Regions from separate parts of the Mus musculus genome. Here regions 2, 3 and 4 are each linked to region 1. A link is a contact called in public Hi-C and promoter capture Hi-C data. All regions are on one chromosome and are shown on one strand. The core of a region is the stretch at or near the end of the contact, and the rest is flanking DNA. Distances in the headings are between cores, read along the strand shown.

Region 1 (4,549 bases), core at 1,881-4,380:
TAGTATTCTGCCTGAATGTAAGTACATGCACTCTGCATTCTTGGTGTCTGTGGAGGCCAGAAGAGGGTACTAAATCCCCTAAAACTGTAGTTACAGAAGGATGTAAGCCACCATATGAGTGCTGGGAACCAAACTTAAAACGTCTGCAAGAGCAACAAGACCTTTTATCAGCAGAACCATCCTCAAACCCTTGGCTGTTTTCTTTGTTTCAAGTTACGGTTTCCAATACACAGATTTTCTAGATACTGTTTTTATCTTCTCTTTAACTACCTAGGCAACGATATTTCCTTATGATTCCACATTCTTTAAATTCCTCAGAACCACTAGGTAGTTAAACTGGGCATGGTGGTGTACATAATTAACTATATGTGTCCTTAGGGAATAGAAGTCTAAGACCAGTCTAGACTCTTGTTGAAAACTAGGGGCTAGACAAAGGTCAATAATAGATTCCTAGCACTGAGAGAGGAAAAAAAGGAAAAAGTCCCACTGGTTAATAATGGGATTGAGACTTAGCACAGTAGAAGATGGCTTCCCTTTTATGTAGAAGTACTAGGTTCATTTCCCAGAACCAGGAACACACAAACAGAAACAGAATACACAGAATATAGTTATGTTATTACCAAATTACAGAAACCTCAAAACTAGTAATGTGGTTATGTGTAAGCATTAAAATTAAAAACTCTTTAACTTAAAATGTTTTAGACTAAATCATAAGTCAACTATGGATAGAAATTAATTAAAGTAAGCTATTTTAGAATCTTCTGGAGAACAAAGTTCAAATTCCAGTTATACCAAAAATAAATAAATAAAAAGAAAAAAAAATCACACCAGCTTACATAAAGGTTTAACTAATAATAAAGTCAACTGTTATCTCTACCATGGTCACTGGCCGGCTATTCTGGGCCTCAGCAATGTTCATCTCTACTGTTCCTAGTTTGCACAGACAGTCTTTATTTGCAGTAGGTCCTCAGAATCCTGCCACTTAGCCAATTCCAGAATGCTTATATTAAATACTCTTCCCATTCAGTAGATGGGTAAATGGGGACTACTTGTGAAATAAAGGTGGAAAAAGATTGAAAAGCAAGAAAACATTCACCAAAACACAAAAGAAAAAATGTGAACCATATGACCCACATTTTAAAATGTATACTTCTGTGTCAGGCAAATGTCCATGGATCTTTAATTCAGAAATTTTGTGATTCTATCGGTTGCTTTTTTCCTATTCACTAAAGAGTACTGATCAATATGACTGTGTTAATAGGCTGACATAAGGAATACTTGAAAGAAGCACACTTTAATAAAACAGAAAACATACTTAGGTATCTATCATATAAGTTCCCAGTAAAATTTAAAAAGCCAGCTGTAGTGGCACATGCTTGTAATATTAGCACTCGGGAGGGTGAAGCAGGACTGTGTCTCAAGCTGGATATATAGAGCCTTTTAAAAATCCTGTAAACAGAATTCAGAAAAAATTCAAAAGCAAGCAGAAGGACAAACATCAAATGGTTTCTCTTCTAGAAAGAATCTGGAAGGAAAAGAAAAATGTGTGTGTGAACTGTTTAAAGGAAGACGACTAGGAGGTAGATGTAGAGAACAAGGCTGTGTTATGGAAGTGATTGTGAGCAAAGTATGAAAATCTCATAATGGAATCCAATATTGTGTTAATTTGAAAGGGAAATGAAGTAAAATATCTTGTGCATCATTAAAAGTAAAAAATGTATGCAAACAAATGAGAGCTCCCATCTGATGTTTCATCAAAAGCATTCATAAGCATAAAATAAACCTAACAGTATAATAGTTTTAAGTACACTACCTGAAAGGGTAACGATTCCCCTGGGTTGAGGCTGAAACCGCAAGTATTTGTTACAAAAGTCAGCAGATTCAAGAGCCAAAAATAAAACATTGCCCAAAAAGTAGCCAGCTGTTTGGCCCACAGAATTGCATGTCGAAGCATAGCCCACGTTTTCCCGGGATAACATAGTTAATGCCCAACCATCCACAGCGATGTCCTGTGTGGCAGCCAGGAATTCAAACAAGAAGAATGTCACAGTGAGAGCAACTACATCCGGTGTTCTGCCATCAATATTTCCGAGCAAACGGTCCACTTGAGTGGATAAATATATCATGAAGATTCCTAGTGTATACTGAGTAGGGACAAGCCAGGACTTGCGACGACCAAAGTTCTTAAAGTAGACGGCATCAACCAAGGGAGCCCAGAGCAACTTAAGACTGAATGGCCAGAAGACAAAACTGAAGAAAGCCTGATCTGTATAGCTAACATTTTTGCTTTGCAAAATGAGGGGGATGCTCCCCGCCAGGCCTAAGGGAATGCCCTGAAGCACGTAAAGAAAGAGTAGTAACAAAATGCTACTTAGTTCGGATCTATAGCTCCGCGGGGCTTTAGGTAAGTCACCAGGGCCGGCATCACCTAGAAGAACTTCCCGGTCCCCCTCCCCGCCCACCGAGTCTCGGCGACTGTCATCCCAGCCGCCCGGTGGCAGCGGGCCACTCTTCATATCCAGAGCGTGGCTAAACATGCCTGACCGCCGCTGCCGACTGCTGTCCTTGTGGGAGATGGTCGGTGACATATCAGAGACGACGCAGAGCCCGGTGTGTGGGGGCCTGAGGCTGGCGTTTTGATCAGTCTAGTCCCAGGTCCAAGGCAGTCTCTCTGGACCCGGGTCACGGTGGTTCAACGCCGGGAGGGCGGACGCGGAGAGACTGGTCGCTGTTTTGCAGCAGGGAGCCAGATCCCTGGCAGGTGGCCCAGGCGAAGCCTGGGTCGCTGCCCACAGGAGCGACTTCAGGGAGCCGGCAAGAGCTCCCCGTGCAGCCGCACCCGGCTTGAGGCTGGCGGAGCGTGCCGTGGCGCTGCGACGGAGTCTGGCTCTTAACTGCAGCGGGGACTCGAACGCTCTCTTGCCCGTCCACCAGCTGACACTGCAGCGGGCACCCTCCTCAGTAGACACCAGAGGTAAAGGATAACTTCCTGCCTCGCGCTTCGGGAAGTGGTTCCCTGCCAAAATGGGTTCCGTGCCTCCCGACGGAGCCAGCGAATCAGAACAAGTTCCGGTGGCGGCGACCGCGAGCAACGTTTGCTAGGAACCATTAATTCCCTCGATTCTAACCCCGAGGGAGGAATAACGCCAGCGTACCGAGCGTCCAGGACGGAACGTCTTAACAAACCCGGTTCCGTTTGCGCATGCGCTTGCATGGAACTCGTGTGCCTCGGCCATTGGGCCCTCGTCGCCACGTGAGCGCGGGTTTTCTGGATTGGCCTAGGCCTTGGTGATAACATTGCACAAGGTCTGTAGGCGAGTTTGTACTTATTTAATTCAGTACATAACTTCCAGGCTTGTAGTTGGGTAATAATGCTGCTTTGTGAACCTGCAGTTACTAAGCTTTGGTGTCAGGTTGTGGGTCCTTTATGCCCGACTAAATGGAAACACTCCTACCTAATACACAGAACGAATAAGGCTGTCCATTTCCCCCAATGTCAAGGAAGAAATGTAGGGGAACGCTAGATACACAGAGTGAAGGAGGTAAATTTCAGTCTGCTGCATCTTATTTTTTTGCCAATGGAAACGTCTCGAAACCACCTTTCTCCTTTCATGTCATCCATGGTTATGCATTTTAAGTGCATAACGACGCACTTCTTCGAGTTTTGGTGAATCGTTGGAAGCTCTTAGAGCTTGAAATGTTGAGATACTAGATTTAGTATTTCAGTGATAACAAAGAAATAAGTTTTCCAAGAATTTTATTGGATTCATAATTGGCCAGTTTTTCAAATGCCATTTCAAGTGTAATAGTACATGCTTTCTTCATTAAAAACAAAAACAAACCATAAATTCCCTTGTGGATTTGCTGCCTTCCCACTTTTCTGATTTCTACAGCTTATTAACCACTTAGCTAATTTCCCATGTTCTCTTCTCATTTCTCCCTGGGTCCTTCCTTTTCCTCTCCTCCCCCTTCTCTCCAGCTCTTGTATGGTCATAGAAATGTGAGACTTTGCTTATTATTATTATTATTATTATTATTATTATTCGTCTTTCATTTTCATTGTATTGATACTGAGTCCTGGGTTACATAAGCTAGCATATGTACCCAGGCTGGTCTCAAACTTATGGCCATACTCCTGCCTTAACTTCTAGAGTCCTAGGATTCTATACATGAGCCACCACACCTAGTCTGATATACTTCAATGAAAGAACACAGTGACCATGAAGTCTTCTAATCTTTGTTAAAGAGAGGAACAGAGTTGGTTGTGGTGGTGCATGCTTGTAATCCAGACTAGTCTATAAAACGAGTTCCTGGCCATCCATGGATATATAGCAAGTCTCTGTCTCAAAAATTGGAGTGGAAAACAGTTTATAGTGTTATCTATGTGAGACCAAAAGTCTCTATTTTTTTCAACAGGATCTTACTGTATGGTCCTTACTGGCATGAAACTCACTCTGTAGACCGGGCTGGACTTGATCTTACAGAGATCCACCTGCCTCTTACTCCTGAACGCTGAGATTAAGGGATGGACTATCTCTCCTTTTTGTTT
Region 2 (4,549 bases), core at 767-3,266, 2.3 Mb after region 1:
TAAATTAATTACATGCAGAACTCTTTGCAAACTATTTTATTCCATTCGCTATTATGCTGGTTTTCATTCAAATTGGCCTCTTACCTTTATTCTTCCTGTTTGCCCCTCTACCCCAGGGCACCATTTTGTTAATGTACTCTATGACTGAAAGACATTATTTTCTATAGCTTCCAGAAGAAACCATCAGAAAAAGGGCCCGAAATCACTCAGACTTGTTATCTTCTGTCTTCTGAAGTCCAGATCTAGCCATACCACTCATGGGCATATACTCAAAAAATGCTCCACCAAACTACAGAAACACCTGCTCTACTATGTTATAGCAGCCTTATTTGTAATAGTCAGAAACTAGAAACAACTCAGGTGTCCATCAACTGAAGAATGGATCAAGTGTGGTACATTTACACAATGCGATATTACTCAGCTATTAAAAACAAAGACATCGTGAAATTTGCAGGCAAATGGATGGAACTAGAAAAGATCATCCTGAGTGAGGTAACCCAGGCCCAGAAAGACACACATGGTATGTGCTCATTTGTAATTGGACATTAGCCATACAGTACAGGTAACTATGCTACAATCCACAGACATTGAAAGAACAGTAAGCATTTTTATCCAGTTCTTCCACATTGCTTTTTCAGACAGGGTCTCTCGTGGGCCTTAACTTGCCCAATAGGCTTAGCTGTTTAGCCAGGGATCCCAGAGGCTCTCTGTACTGGCATTAGGACCTCACAGCACCACATCAGGTTTCTTAATGTGGACTCTAGAAACTGAACTCGAGCCCACAGCCTTAGGAGAAAAGCACCTTACAAAGCTGTGGCTCCACACTGCCCTTTAAACAATATCGTATTGTCTCATATTGCCATCGCTTTCTGATGGCTTTAACGGTTTCAAACATACCCTGTCTTTAGCCGTGATCTCAAATAAGTGAAGCTCTTGAGCAGGGGCCTGATGCCTTTTGACTTTGTGTTGATTCATGCTTATGATGCCCTGTTCCCTCCGTGTCTAGCTATGTTTAACTGTGGATTCATTTTTATTGTGGTGGATGGTACATGCATGTGCATTCCAGATGCGTGAGGGCACTCAGGCCAGGAAAGCCACTCATGAGTCTCTGTCAGGAGCAGAGGAATTTACCTATGGAAATCCAAGAGGCAGCCTTCTGAGAGGCCTGGCCTGAGGGTAGTAGCCCTGCCATCATGATCAGGATGTGACTGGTAACCCTCCCCCTCCATCTCCTTTGTATATTGGAGACTTGTATCAGCTCAGGGGTATCCTCTGGGAGTGGTTCCCTCTAGATCTGTGTAGTTTTTTAGATCTTGCTTTATTTGGAGTTTATTCAAATGTTTTAATTTTTTATCACTATTATTATGACTTATCAACACCTATCTAGGTACTTTGCACTGGGGGAGGGGGCAGGTTTTACACACACACACACACACACACACACACACACACACACACAGTCACTAATGTAAATTTAAAACAGGACCTTGATAGGATATGTCAAGAATACCCAAGCACCTAAAGCCACTATATTCCCGCCCTCACTTTCCTGTTTTACTGGGTTTTGACCCAGCCATACTGTGTTTTTTAGTTGCTCCACCAGAGGAGTCAAGACTAGTTAGTCAAGATTGACTTCTAGAGTCATAAAAATTCTTAATGGGTTATTTTGGAGTCACGGAATCATTTTCTATAGCTTGGTCTTGAGAAAGTATCCAAAGGAAAAGTGAAAAAAAAAAGTTTTCCATAACTTCAGGGGTTGTGGAGTAATGAAAGCTCACACCAAATGCCAAAATGATAATTCGCCCTGTACCTCTGTGCTCCTCACCCCCCAAAGCGCTAGCACTTCAGGTTACAGCAACTAATCCTCAGGGGCACCAGAAAAGTCCAGCTTCCCTCCCCTTCTCCCCCTGACTCGCCTCTAATTAATCTGCCTGCAGTGTGGACCTCGGTGGTTTAACATTGTGCAACCTCTTCAGCTCCCTTGCCCTCCCACCCAACCCCCTCCCCCAAATCCAGGGGAACTCCCTCGCGCTGTGCCACCGACATTAGTCATTCATCCCGCTCATGCTTTGGAGCGTTTATTAAGGGCTTCACTCCTGCCTCACACTATCTCTCCCGGGCTCAAACTCGGATCACTGTAGAGTCTCGCTTCTTCCCCTGCGGCTGCGAAGCAAATTTCGCCTCTCCAGCAATGCACCTCCCTGCGATCCTGCTTTGTGCTCTCTGGTCTGCAGTAGTGGCTGAGACCTCGGATGACTACGAGCTCATGTATGTGAATTTGGACAACGAAATAGACAATGGACTTCATCCCACCGAGGACCGTAAGTTCATTTTTAACTCTCTCAGCGTATCAAAACTACATAACTCACTTTTTGGGGGGCGCGATTAACATAATTAACATAGATAGCCAATGAAGCAAGCTAAAATTATACTTTATTTGTGAAAGCAAGGACTGGGGGAAAAAAGGAAAGCAAGAAAGCAAGGACTATCTGAGAAAAGCCAGAGGTTTTAAATTATTTTTGTAACATTTATGATGAGTTAAGTTATACGAAATCTTTAACTGTTTTTAGCTATATTAATGGCATTTTCTCAGTTAGTTTAACATGTCCTATAAAGAATAGTCCTGTGTCATCTTTGAGTTTACACGCACGCTGTTTTCAGAGCTATCCTTAGAAGGAGAGCGGTTGCTGGGGACAGGCTGAAACTTGGAGTCACCAAGAGTGCAACCCATGGCCACCCAGGACAAGCTGATAACACTTGTGTGTGTCCTGCGTTCTAGCCACGCCATGCGACTGCCGCCAGGAGCACTCGGAGTGGGACAAGCTGTTCATCATGCTGGAGAACTCGCAGATGCGGGAGGGCATGCTGTTGCAGGCCACCGACGACGTCCTCCGTGGAGAGCTGCAGCGGCTGCGGGCAGAGCTGGGGCGGCTGGCGGGCGGCATGGCGAGGCCGTGCGCAGCCGGTGGCCCCGCAGACGCCAGGCTGGTGCGGGCGCTGGAGCCGCTGCTGCAGGAGAGCCGTGACGCGAGCCTCAGGCTGGCGCGCCTGGAGGACGCGGAGGCGCGGCGACCCGAGGCGACAGTGCCTGGCCTAGGCGCTGTGCTGGAGGAACTGCGGCGGACGCGCGCCGACCTGAGCGCCGTGCAGAGCTGGGTCGCCCGCCACTGGCTGCCCGCAGGTAAGCCCACGGTCGGCTCTGTCCCTAGAGGCAAGCTTTTGTGGGGACCCTCACACTCAGAGCCCCAGTACTTTTCATAGGCACACTCACAGAGCTCACACCACGCCAGGCAGGCTCATTGCCTTTTAAAAGTATTTCCAAGCCCGAGGAACCCAAAAGAAAAAAACGAGGATTTAAACCATCAGTCTGGAAGTTGACGTCAGAGGTTCCTGATACCGGATCCGACCAGATATTGAAGGAGTCCATTGGCAGGTGTTTAACAGTGACCCTCCTCGCTGCCCCGAGTCCCTCCGTTAGGGATTTCCAAGTCTTCTAATTTTATCCCGTCACTTTCTTTAGGCCAGCTCCTGTTTCCTCCGACTATTTCAGGGCCCTGGCTAACTTCAGCGACTTTCCCAGCCCCTTGGCCGACTCCTCCCCCTCTGCTCCTTCTGAGTTGACTGGAGCCTAATTGGATCTCCTGCAGACTCAGCAGAATCCCTTCAGGGTTCCCTCATCCCAGTTTAGTTCCACAGTGAAGGTCAAGGGGGGCATGCTTTATAAAGTCAGGCGCAGGAGTCAGAGGGAGTAGATGACGGCTTTATCCAGTCCCCCAGGACCACACAAGAAAGGGACTATTCAGACTGTGCAACTTGTCAAAGCCCCACATGAACTCCATAAAACTCCCAACTGATGAGGGCCCCTTTGGTATACTCTTAAAAGCTAACAAAACAGGAAGAACATTGGAGCCTAGTAATTCGGGTTCTTAAGTCAAATTTCTGACGGGAGCAGTGATGTTTTGTTGTAGATTATTCTAGAAAATTAGTGCCCTATGCAGACAAATAGCCCTGGTACTCCTCATGAGTCTCAGAAACAATGACAAGCAATACCACCCTATGCCATATTTCCAATGAAATGAAGCTTATTGGATGGGGTAGGAGGAAGGACACTCCAGAGCACAGTTCATTCCTTTATAGAAACTATCCTACAATCAGTCCCTCCTATCTACTTGAGCTATAGGGGTCATGCCCTTAAGTTCAAAGCACAATTCTTCAGACAAAAAGCATAAATCAACCCTAAAGCAAACCCTCTATGTGATAACTTTGTGACAATTTTAAATGCATGGATTTTTTTGTTTGTTTGTTTTGCAAGCTCTGTAGAGTCATGCACATATAATGTGCCCCTTAAAGGAAGAATTACTTTGTCTCCTCATCTGTTAGAAAATGTATACATTTCCGAATTCTAAACTGTTGTTGGTGCTTACTAGCCAATCATACTTGCACCTACAGTCTTTGACTGGTCCTCTCTTTCTCTCCTGCCAACTTGGTCCCCAGAGGACACCTAATTATGTTGTGGTCTGCCTCCTAAGAACCTGGTTTTCATTTTGCT
Region 3 (4,549 bases), core at 1,040-3,539, 2.0 Mb after region 1:
GACTGCCCTGGAACTCACTCTGTAGACCAGGCTGGCCTCGAACTCAGAGATCTGCCTTCCACTGGATCTCAAGTGCTGGGATTAGAAGTTTGTACACCACTTCCCAGTAGGCTTTTTTTTTTTTTTTTTTAAATGAAGCCCAGCTCTGCTTCTTACTGGCTTATCCTGAAATTACTTTTTCTTCTGAAACCAAGGATCTGGTTTTACTTGAACTGAGGTTCGTAAAAGATTAAGGGAATTCCTCAGGCTTCTGTGGGTGATAGTGTGGGCCTGTGTCCGCTCCCTGCTGCTAGCAATGCTAGTAACATTGCATGGTGAACATCTTTTAGAGACACTTTCTTGACACTGAAGCATATTTGTTCTCAAGACCTTCACCCAAAGCTTTACAGTGCATTTCAACAGACTTCACTTGTGACATTAATTGGAACAAAGGTAACCACCGTGCTGTTTGGAAATACTGATCACCACGTGGTCTACTGGGACTATATGGATACCAGTAATTTTTAAATAACTGTATTTGTAAATACAGATTCAAAGGCTTTAACAGCTAGGCAAGTTGTTGGTAGAATGTAATCCAAGGCTTTTTGCAGTGGGCATCCACTGGCACTGCCATCTTTATGGGTGAATTTCCAGCTCTGGAGACAAGGCATATTGACATTTAGCTTCATCACGTTGTCACTGTTCCAACTAGAAACTGGCACAAAAACTATCGTGTCAAAGTCTTATCGAGCTTCCTTGTCAGGCTCTGACTTCATGAACGATTTCCTCATGTCCTGTGGATGAAAGGTGACTCTGAGGAATTCATGTTGTTTACGTTGGTACTTAATTGTTTCATACCCAGTGCATAAGCCAAAATGGTGTTGACACAGGTCTACACATTCTTAGAGATTCCAGTTTCAAATCTACCTATGCCAGCAGGCAGGAAAACACAGTCAGCATGAGATCACCTGTTATAAAATGGTTGGGATGAGGTTTCTGTGTGCTGGGGCTTCAGTGCTAGCCACACATCTGCTGATCTCAGATTTCTATAGCTGTCCATCAGATGTCTAGTAATGGTGAACGTCTTCATATCAGTGTCCCCAGTAATGGTGAAACTGATGAGAGCCCTTTTCACTTCCAGCTTTGACTTAGTGGGAGTTTTCATAGAAGTTATGTTTCAGCAGTAAACTCATTATTTGGAGTAGAAAGTTGCTGCCAGGGTCTGGAGAGATGGCTCAGCAGTTAAGAGCACTGGCTGCTCTTCCAGAGGTCCTGAGTTCAATTCCCAGCAACCACATGGTGGCTCACAACCATCTGTAATGCAGTCCTTTGCCCTCTTCTGGAATGTATGAAGACAGATCACTCATATGCATATAAATAAATAAATAAATAAATATTTTTAAAAAAGAAAGCTTCTGGCAATGTTTTTTAGATTTTATTTATTTTACATGTATGTGTACACTGTAGCTGTCTTCAGACACGCCAGAAGAGCGCATCGGTCCCATTACAGGTGGTTGTGAGCAGCCATGTGGTTGCCAGGAATTAAACTCAGGACCTCTAGAAGAGCAGTCAGTGCTCTTAACCATTAAGCCATTTCTCTAGCCCCAGTTGTTGGCAATTATAAATATACTAGCTACAACATGTTTATAATTTCTAAGAAATTTAATGTTGCCACAATATTTAAAAAATATAGTCCCCATTTAATTTTTTTCCACCGGCCTCCAAAAGTATAGTATTAAAAGATTTAGACTCAAGAGTCTATCAAGGGTCAAATATGATCTTGTTTCTCAAAGATGCCTAGTTTAGCTGGGCATGGTGGTGTAGACCTTTGTTTAACCCTAGCACTCAGGAGGCAAAGGCAGGAGGATCTTTGTGAGTAGAGACCAACCTGATCTACTTAGTGAATTCCAGGATATATATATCTACTATGTAGATATATATTACTATGTAGAAAGACCCTATCTCAAATGAAAATCAAAACAAAAGAAAAACAAACAAACAAACAAACAAACAAAAACACAAAATTTAAAAAACTAATGAATCTATCACTAACACACATCTATAATTTCTAAGAGGATCATAATATCCATTGTAAGGTTGTAGCAACAAGCAGAATTTGCAGCTGCCTTTTGTTCCGTTCCGTTCCTCCCTGGCAATCCCTCTGTCAACAGCCTCCTTTCATCCTTATAGAACTGTGAGTACTGTGCCTCACTGAGTAGCTCCACTAGTCTCCTCCACTCTTTCCCTCCCTCCTAGATTAGAGACCTGTGCTCTGGAAGCCAGGTCTTCCATAATGAGTTACTTCCTAATTTCTGCATAAAACATCCTGCCGTAGCTTCTTGCAAAAGCCCCAGTGTTTCTGTATGTGGCTGTACCGAGGCTGTACAGGGCACAGTATTCATTTATAACTTTTCCTTTCCTTTTAGGTTGGGGTAGGGCAGAAATTAAAGCTTGTGTTCAACTCTTTATCTTGTTATTAATCAGTTTTTGTTTGTTTGTGTGTGAGTGTTTTTGAGATGGGGTTTCTCTGTGTAGCCTTAGCTATCCTAGAACTCACTCTATAGATCAGGCTGGCCTTGAACTCAGAGATCCTCCTGCCTCTGCCTCCCAAGTCCTGGGATTAAAGACATGTACCACCACCGTCTGGCTCAGTATTTTTCTTTAGAGGCACCATAAGTGTATTAAATAAGTCTTATTTTTTCATGTAAATAAATGCTCCGCTGGTTAAGACAACTTAGTATGTAACATACTCGCACCATCTAGTGGCCAATATGAATTTAGCATCACTGGCTTTGAATCAGACAGAAGTCTAAACTTGGAAGAACTAGAAAACATTGTTATCTATGTTTGTGGTGTCTCTGTGAACAATCTTCCCAAGTAGAAGAGTATCATGAGACATAAGTGTGGTGTCACCAGCCTGTTAAACCAGCACTAGGAGATGGAGGCAGGAGAATGCCAAGCAAGTTCCAGGTCAACATGGGCTATATAGTGAGACTGTTTCTAAATCCCAACCCCCAACCAAATCCAATCTCATTGGGTAGCCCAGGCCTTTATTCCCAGCACTTGTGATGCAGCAGAGGCAGGGGGAATCTCTAAGTTGGAAGCCAGCCTGGTTTACAGAGTGAGTTCTAGGACAAACAGGGCTACACAGAGAAACCCCATCTCTCTCTCTCTCTCTCTCTCTCTCTCTCTCTCCCTCCCTCCCTCTCTCTCTCTCTTAAAGAATCATCTCTACTCTGTGACATCTACACTTTCATTTATTTTAGCATCTATTTAATTTTATCTTTTGTTTTGAGGCAAAGTCTTTATGTGCATGTAGTTCAGGTTAGCCTGAAATTTGCCACCCATGTGCCTCTTGCATGTTGGGATGACAAGCCCATGACACTGTGGCTAGCTTCATTTAACTCAGTGGCTATCTGAAAAATATTCCTGTGAGACAGAAGATTATCTTATTATTCTTTTGTGTGGGGAAAGGCAAGCCTCTTCTTCCTTCACAACTGCCTTGTCACTGAAGGAGGATTGTAGTGTGTTCCTGCTTCCTTTGAACTGTGTTGTTTCAGTAGTCCAGAGCCGACCTTTCCTAGGAATGAACCAAAGGGAAATTGGCAGATATGATTAAATTGCTGGACCCAATAAAATGAGAGCGGCTCAAACGTAGCCACAGCTGAGACAAGTCGTTAGGGAATAGCACTGCTGGGTTATTAAGACTCCACGTGACCCAAGTCTCAGTCATTCAGCTTAATTTATTATTTAATTAATTTAATAATAAAAATTTATTTTTATTTTGTTTTATGTGTATAAGTACTTTGCCTACACGTATGTCGGTGCATCATGTGCGTGCCTGGGGCCCGAAGAAGCCAGAGGAGGGTATCAAATGCCCTTGGACAAAAAGTTACAAGTGGCTGCCAGCCACAATGTGGATGCTAAGATTCAAACCTCCATTCTCGAGATAAGTGCTCTGAACTGCTGAGCTATCTCTCCAGCCCCAGCCATTTAGTAAGAAAGCAAAGAAAAACAAAACAAAACCCCAAAAGAATCTAAAGATTTCAGACAGACATTTAAAACGCTTTTCTCTTCACAGGACTCCAAACAGATTTTGTTGGTAGCTGTAGAACCTGCTGTGAATATTTCTGTCTCAGCCCAGCCAACTCCCTGAGAGTCCCCACAGTGTCGAAATATCATGCCGTGTGTGAATCACGAGGGCTTGGGCCAAGTGTAAACCGATTAAGGTTTTAAATAGACAAAATTCGAGCTATGACCTGCTACATAACTTAAGTGTTATCTAGTAAGTAGCCATTAGTCCTCAGAATGATTTTGGTGTCTTCTTTTTCTTTTGTTTAAAGGTTAATTTGCCAACTGTCTTTGAGTCATGAATAAGATGGTTGTCCCCACTCTTGAGTAAAGTGGAATTGAAATATTTTTCACCACAGAAAGCCCTTAACAGCTTGAGATGTGCATAATCCCAGCTTTTGTTCGGGGAGCATCTGCTCATATAACCGACTAACAGAACATCTTGTAGCACCAGTAGATATTTTGCTATAGGGTATGTGTCTAGTAAATTAACGTAAAT
Region 4 (4,549 bases), core at 633-3,132, 2.0 Mb after region 1:
TTCATGAGAGGATTTAGCGCAATGGTTCTCAACCTGTGGGTTGAGACCCCTTCAGAGTTGCCTAAAACCATCAGAAAATAGAGATATTTACATTATAATTTATGACAGCAGCACATTTACAGTATAATGTAGCAATGAAAATAATTTTATAGTTGGGGGGGTCACCACAACATGAAGAATGTAATAAAGGGTTGTAGCATTAGGAAGGTTGAGGAACCACTGAGTGAGATCAATATTCTCTCCAGCCTGGGTTCAAAGCACAACCTAGTGCTTTAAGAATATAACCTAGCCTCTACAAAGGCCTGCACTTACCTTGAAGCCTACAAGGACCATCTTTTCTAAAAATTCCCAAAGCCTCTAAACAACTGATCTAGTTAAGAGATATGCTTAATTGCTGTATGTGTTGATCTAGAGATCTGTCCATCAAAGAAAGGAGTGGAGCTGGCTTCTTTACTCTTCCTTAATTAGTCCATGTTACATGTAAATTATTTATTACAGATTTGACAAGCTGACTCCTTTCATCTTTCCTCCGTTGGTTGAGCGTATGGAATGAGAATGTAGAAATTTTTAAAAGATTCTGTTAATAGGGTTAATTAAAAAAATTTTGGTTGTTCAGTTTTAACTTTGCAAAATAAGAGATTTACTTTTGACACGGCAGTCACTGACTTGGGTAGTAACATGGGCTGTTTCTAAAATATTTTTCCTGATTCTCACCCCCCCCCCCCCCAAAATCTTTTTTGTGACAGCAACTAGGCTAACATTGCAGCTTAGGAAGGACTGTGACATCATACTGAACAATACTCATTTTGTAACTAAAGGAAAAGACTTCCTGAAAACACATCAGAGGGTACTTTGCAAGAAATTTTAGTTGGACTTAGTTGTAAACACTGTAACATTGACCTCACTGGAGAGAAAAGTCCTGCATTGGTGATGGCTATTTTGTTTCTGTCTAGTGGCATACATACTTCAGAAACAGATGTTGCTCATCTACTGCTCCTCCAAACCATCACAAACAAGATTTTTTTTTCTACCAGTCAATAAACAATTTAGAGGTGTTTACATTCCTAAGTTTTTCAGCTACTTTAGAAATGAGTACATTGGAATACGAACAAAATTGCTTTTGGTAGTTCACACTGTTTTCATGTGTATCTTTGGATTCTCAGAAGCAACCAAGTTTCTAGTTACAGTGTTCCCGGAGATCAGTGGAGTGCTGGCTGGATTACTATTTTGTATTTAGATAAAAGGACAGTTTACACCTAAATTTTAAGATTTCAGTCGAGTGGTGATGGCTCAAGCCTTTAAATCCCAGCACTTGGGAGACAGAGGCATGCTAGATCTCTGAGTTTCAGCCACCCTGGTCTACAGAGCCCCAGAGCATCCAGAAATAGAAACACCCTGTCTTGAAAAGAGAAAAAAAAATAAATAAATATAATTGTAGGTACTGTAGTGACTCGTTTATAATGCCAATTTTACTATAGGTAGTCAGCGTGGCTCGGCTTTAAACTTAAAACCTCGACACCTAGACGTCAGCCTATAGTATTGGTAAAGCATGCTATTTTCTAGTGTGTTGTGTGGGATTTGCGGACACTCAGTCCCAACGTGGACTGTGGGAGAGAAAGCTGTTTCTGCTCTCCAGTAAAGCGTTTGGGAACATTCAAAATGCCAAGGCCATGACATCACATGTTCTTTATCTTCTTGATAGGAAAGCTGGTAAATGTTCTGGGGCAAGTGAATTTTGTAAACAGGTCATTACGAAGATATTAACAAGGTTTACGGGAGCCTGGTAAGACCTTCGTCACCACAACTCAATAGGGCACTGGAGAGATCAGGACTGGACAGCCGCACTGTGCCCCAGGGAACTGGGGGAGGCAGGGCAACTCCTTCCCCCCCACCTCCACCCAACTCGCTGACCACGTGGTACCGCAGAGCGGCAGACAAGCGACGTTAGTGTCCCCTGCCCCAGCTAGGAAAAGCCGCGGCTTTTCCGCCAGAGAGCATACGCTGGGACTAACAAGTTTCGGGTTGGGACTCATCCAGCCCCGAGGAGTGTCCACTGATCAGTTTCTGGGAAAGCCAGCAGGGAGCCGCGCTGGGCGGGGGAGAGAACCGGGTGGAGCGGAAGTGCACAAACCGGAAGCCGTCATCTAGCCCCGCCCACCCGCTCGCGCGGCGCCCTCCTCCCATCCTGTGGGCGTGTCTAACTCGCTCTCTGGCTTCTGTCCCTGCGAGCGCTGACGCTGCTCCTCTTCTGGTCCCCGCAGCGCCAGCCTCCTGTGACGCCAATAGCCGAGTCCTTATCCAGTCTGGCCGTGGGCCTCGGGGGTGGGCTGAGTGACCAGTTGCTTCTCCTGTGCCTTGGCCTCCAAGCACTTAAATTGAACAGTTTTTAGAGTTTCTTCAAACTTTAAATGTACCCATTTCTTGTGTGAAACTATTATTAATCCCCTCCCAAGCTGGGGGCTTCCGTTGAAAGGAAACAACAAGAAAATAGGTCAATTAGATGTATTTGGAAACGTTGAGCTGTATTTATGCCTTCCCTCTAAACTGGAGAGAGCGTGGAGGCTTTCTGTAAGAAGGCTGGGATAAGACACCTTAGCCTAGCTTGAAAAGATTAATGTAATTTTTAATTTTCTTTTGGATTGTCCTATCCAAGTATTGCGTCTTGAAAGGCTGGACATGAAAAGCAGCTGAGTTTTAGAGAATAGTTAATTGTCTTAAAAAGGCCAGAAGGCTAATTTAAGTGAACAAAAGCCACCGCCTTCAGGCCAACTTGAATAAGGCGCCTTTAAATAAGCGGTGTCTGAGTGTGCCCCACCCCCACCCAGGCTCTGCCTGCTTTTGTCTTTTTTCTCTTTACTACTGTTATTAGTTCACTTCCTAAATTCCCTTTTGTCTCGACTCCCCTCCCTATTGCCACTTCCTTTGTTTTGTTTTCAACACTATCAGATCTTTGGCTGCTTTCCTGATGATTGAGCTGTCCTTTTTATCCTGCCCTTTAAATCCCCACAAACCTAAATTGCAGGGTTAAAGAAAACATGTTCATAAGGGTGTCAAAAGACAAAGAATTTTCATATAGTTGTTTTGTGTATAAGTCTAGAATTGGGCAACATTTCATCTATAAAATGGGTGTTCTGATAGACGGAGGCAGAATAAGTTAGTTTTATGAAGAATGGAGTGCTGATGACCCGTGAAAGAGCAAACCGATTAGACATTTCACAGTGACTGTTCTTGTAAGGCAGGAGTGGAATTCTGACAGTTGACAAAAACAAGCAGACAAAACCCCCAAACCTAATTGGTTAACATTATTTTACTTCAGGTCGCCTTTAGTGTTAGAATAGAGAGAACTGACTGGTTCCTGTTGAGACCGACCAGTCAGGAACTTGCTCCAGACTCTTGGGAAGATCAGTTTAGATTTGGAGATGTGGAATTGATGTAACTGATTCCATTTTTATATTCAGTTGGTTGTATTCTGGCCTAGTACAGGCCATTTAAAAATTATTCTCTTATACTGTACAGAACAGTTTCCCCTCTCTCCGCTTCTCCCAGTCTCCCCTCTCCCCTAGATCCATTGCTTCTGTTTCCCTTGAGAAAAAAAGCAGGCCTCCCAGGGATATCAACAGAACTTGGCATAACAAGTTACACACAAGTTGCAATAAGACTGGGCACAGACCCTCAGATCACAGCTAGAGGAGGAATTCCACTAGGAGAAGGGTCCTAAGGGCCGACAAGAGTCAGGGACAGTCCCACTCCCGCTGTTAACAATCATAACATTTATACAGAGGACCTAACTCAGACCCATACAGGCTTCCTGATTGTCGCTCCAGTCTCTGAGCCTCAACAAGCCCTGTTTAGTTGATCTGTGGGCTGTGTTCTCATGGTGTCCTTGACCCCTCTGGGGCCTACAATCCTTCCTCCTCTTCCTCAGGGCTCTCTGAGCTCCCACAGGCCACTGTTTTTTGAGGAGGGTTTTTTTTTTGTTGTTGTTGTTGTTGCTGTTGTTGTTTTGAGCAGGGACAAAAAGTTCACATGCATATGGAGGCTGGGGCTTTAGCTCAGTTAAGGCCTCCCTTAACATGGGTGAAGCCTTTGACAGAGATGCTTCCCACTTTCTACTGTGGATGTTCGGTGAAAGGAGAGTGCCTGGGTGGATGGAGAGGGAGAGGTGGGCCAGCTTGGAATGGGAAGTGGGGATTCTAAGTGTAAATTACTTAGAATCTAGAACAGGAGAAAGTCCAGCGGGATGAACAGTGGTTTGAAATGTTAGAAAACGGAATTCCAAATTAAAAACAGTTATTGTGGGAAACACACGTTTGTGATGTGTTTCCTCCAGGGATTTAAATCAAGTTGCAACTCGAGCTACCTCAGAAGTAATTAACAGCACTTGTGTGACAACCTGAGTTTGATCCTGGACCCCATATGGTGGAAGGGGAAAACGGACTCCCACAAGTTGTCCTCTGACCTCCACATGAGTGTGCTCCCATCCTACAAAATAATATGTAATTTAAAAAAGAGAAGCTAATGTCTAATGTAAAACAGGTAGTCGTTAACT

Evidence for each region. Promoter capture Hi-C pulls out the DNA fragments that hold promoters and counts their contacts. A called contact is a pair of places that touch in the nucleus more often than the background predicts.
Region 2: a contact with region 1 is called in a promoter capture Hi-C map of hippocampal neurons, with 6 times the contacts expected there. The contact joins the promoter of Ptx3 here to the promoter of Slc33a1 in region 1. A contact is called at or near these places in 3 of 39 promoter capture datasets (cranial neural crest, hippocampal neurons and liver) and 2 of 115 datasets of contacts at active chromatin or transcription factors (astrocytes and bone marrow-derived dendritic cells).
Region 3: a contact with region 1 is called in a promoter capture Hi-C map of hematopoietic stem and progenitor cells, with 6 times the contacts expected there. The contact joins the enhancer-like site here to the promoter of Slc33a1 in region 1. A contact is called at or near these places in 7 of 39 promoter capture datasets (3T3-L1-derived adipocytes, the C10 cell line, hematopoietic stem and progenitor cells and 3 more) and 1 of 9 other capture datasets (adipose tissue).
Region 4: a Hi-C map of B cells shows a contact between it and region 1, with 10 read pairs. The contact joins the enhancer-like site here to the promoter of Slc33a1 in region 1. A contact is called at or near these places in 5 of 39 promoter capture datasets (3T3-L1-derived adipocytes, the C10 cell line, liver and 1 more), 4 of 484 Hi-C or Micro-C datasets (B cells, CD4 T cells, CD8 T cells and 1 more) and 8 of 115 datasets of contacts at active chromatin or transcription factors (Th17 cells, bone marrow-derived dendritic cells, embryonic stem cells and 5 more).

What each region holds. Positions count from the first base shown.
Region 1 is chr3:63,961,603-63,966,151 of GRCm38.p6, forward strand. Slc33a1 (solute carrier family 33 (acetyl-CoA transporter), member 1) reads right to left here and starts at 3,131. Exons shown (of 6, transcript NM_015728.5): 1 at 1,814-3,131. The coding sequence starts at 2,588. It also overlaps a transcript of Gmps not described here.
Region 2 is chr3:66,217,871-66,222,419 of GRCm38.p6, forward strand. Ptx3 (pentraxin related gene) reads left to right here and starts at 2,017. Exons shown (of 3, transcript NM_008987.3): 1 at 2,017-2,321; 2 at 2,780-3,181. The coding sequence starts at 2,192. The region is part of intron 4 of Veph1 (ventricular zone expressed PH domain-containing 1); the gene reads right to left.
Region 3 is chr3:65,988,447-65,992,995 of GRCm38.p6, forward strand. It overlaps the pseudogene Gm19024. Among named protein-coding and RNA genes, the nearest start is that of Ccnl1, 32 kb to the left of the region's middle. Within about 2 kb of position 2,290, at least 35 of the 459 cell types and tissues checked have an H3K27ac peak or open chromatin away from gene starts, as enhancers often do. A contact at or near this core is called in 3T3-L1-derived adipocytes, adipose tissue, hematopoietic stem and progenitor cells and 1 more, where this site is marked.
Region 4 is chr3:65,972,684-65,977,232 of GRCm38.p6, forward strand. No RefSeq gene overlaps it. Among named protein-coding and RNA genes, the nearest start is that of Ccnl1, 17 kb to the left of the region's middle. Within about 2 kb of position 1,883, at least 437 of the 459 cell types and tissues checked have an H3K27ac peak or open chromatin away from gene starts, as enhancers often do. A contact at or near this core is called in 3T3-L1-derived adipocytes, B cells, CD8 T cells and 11 more, where this site is marked.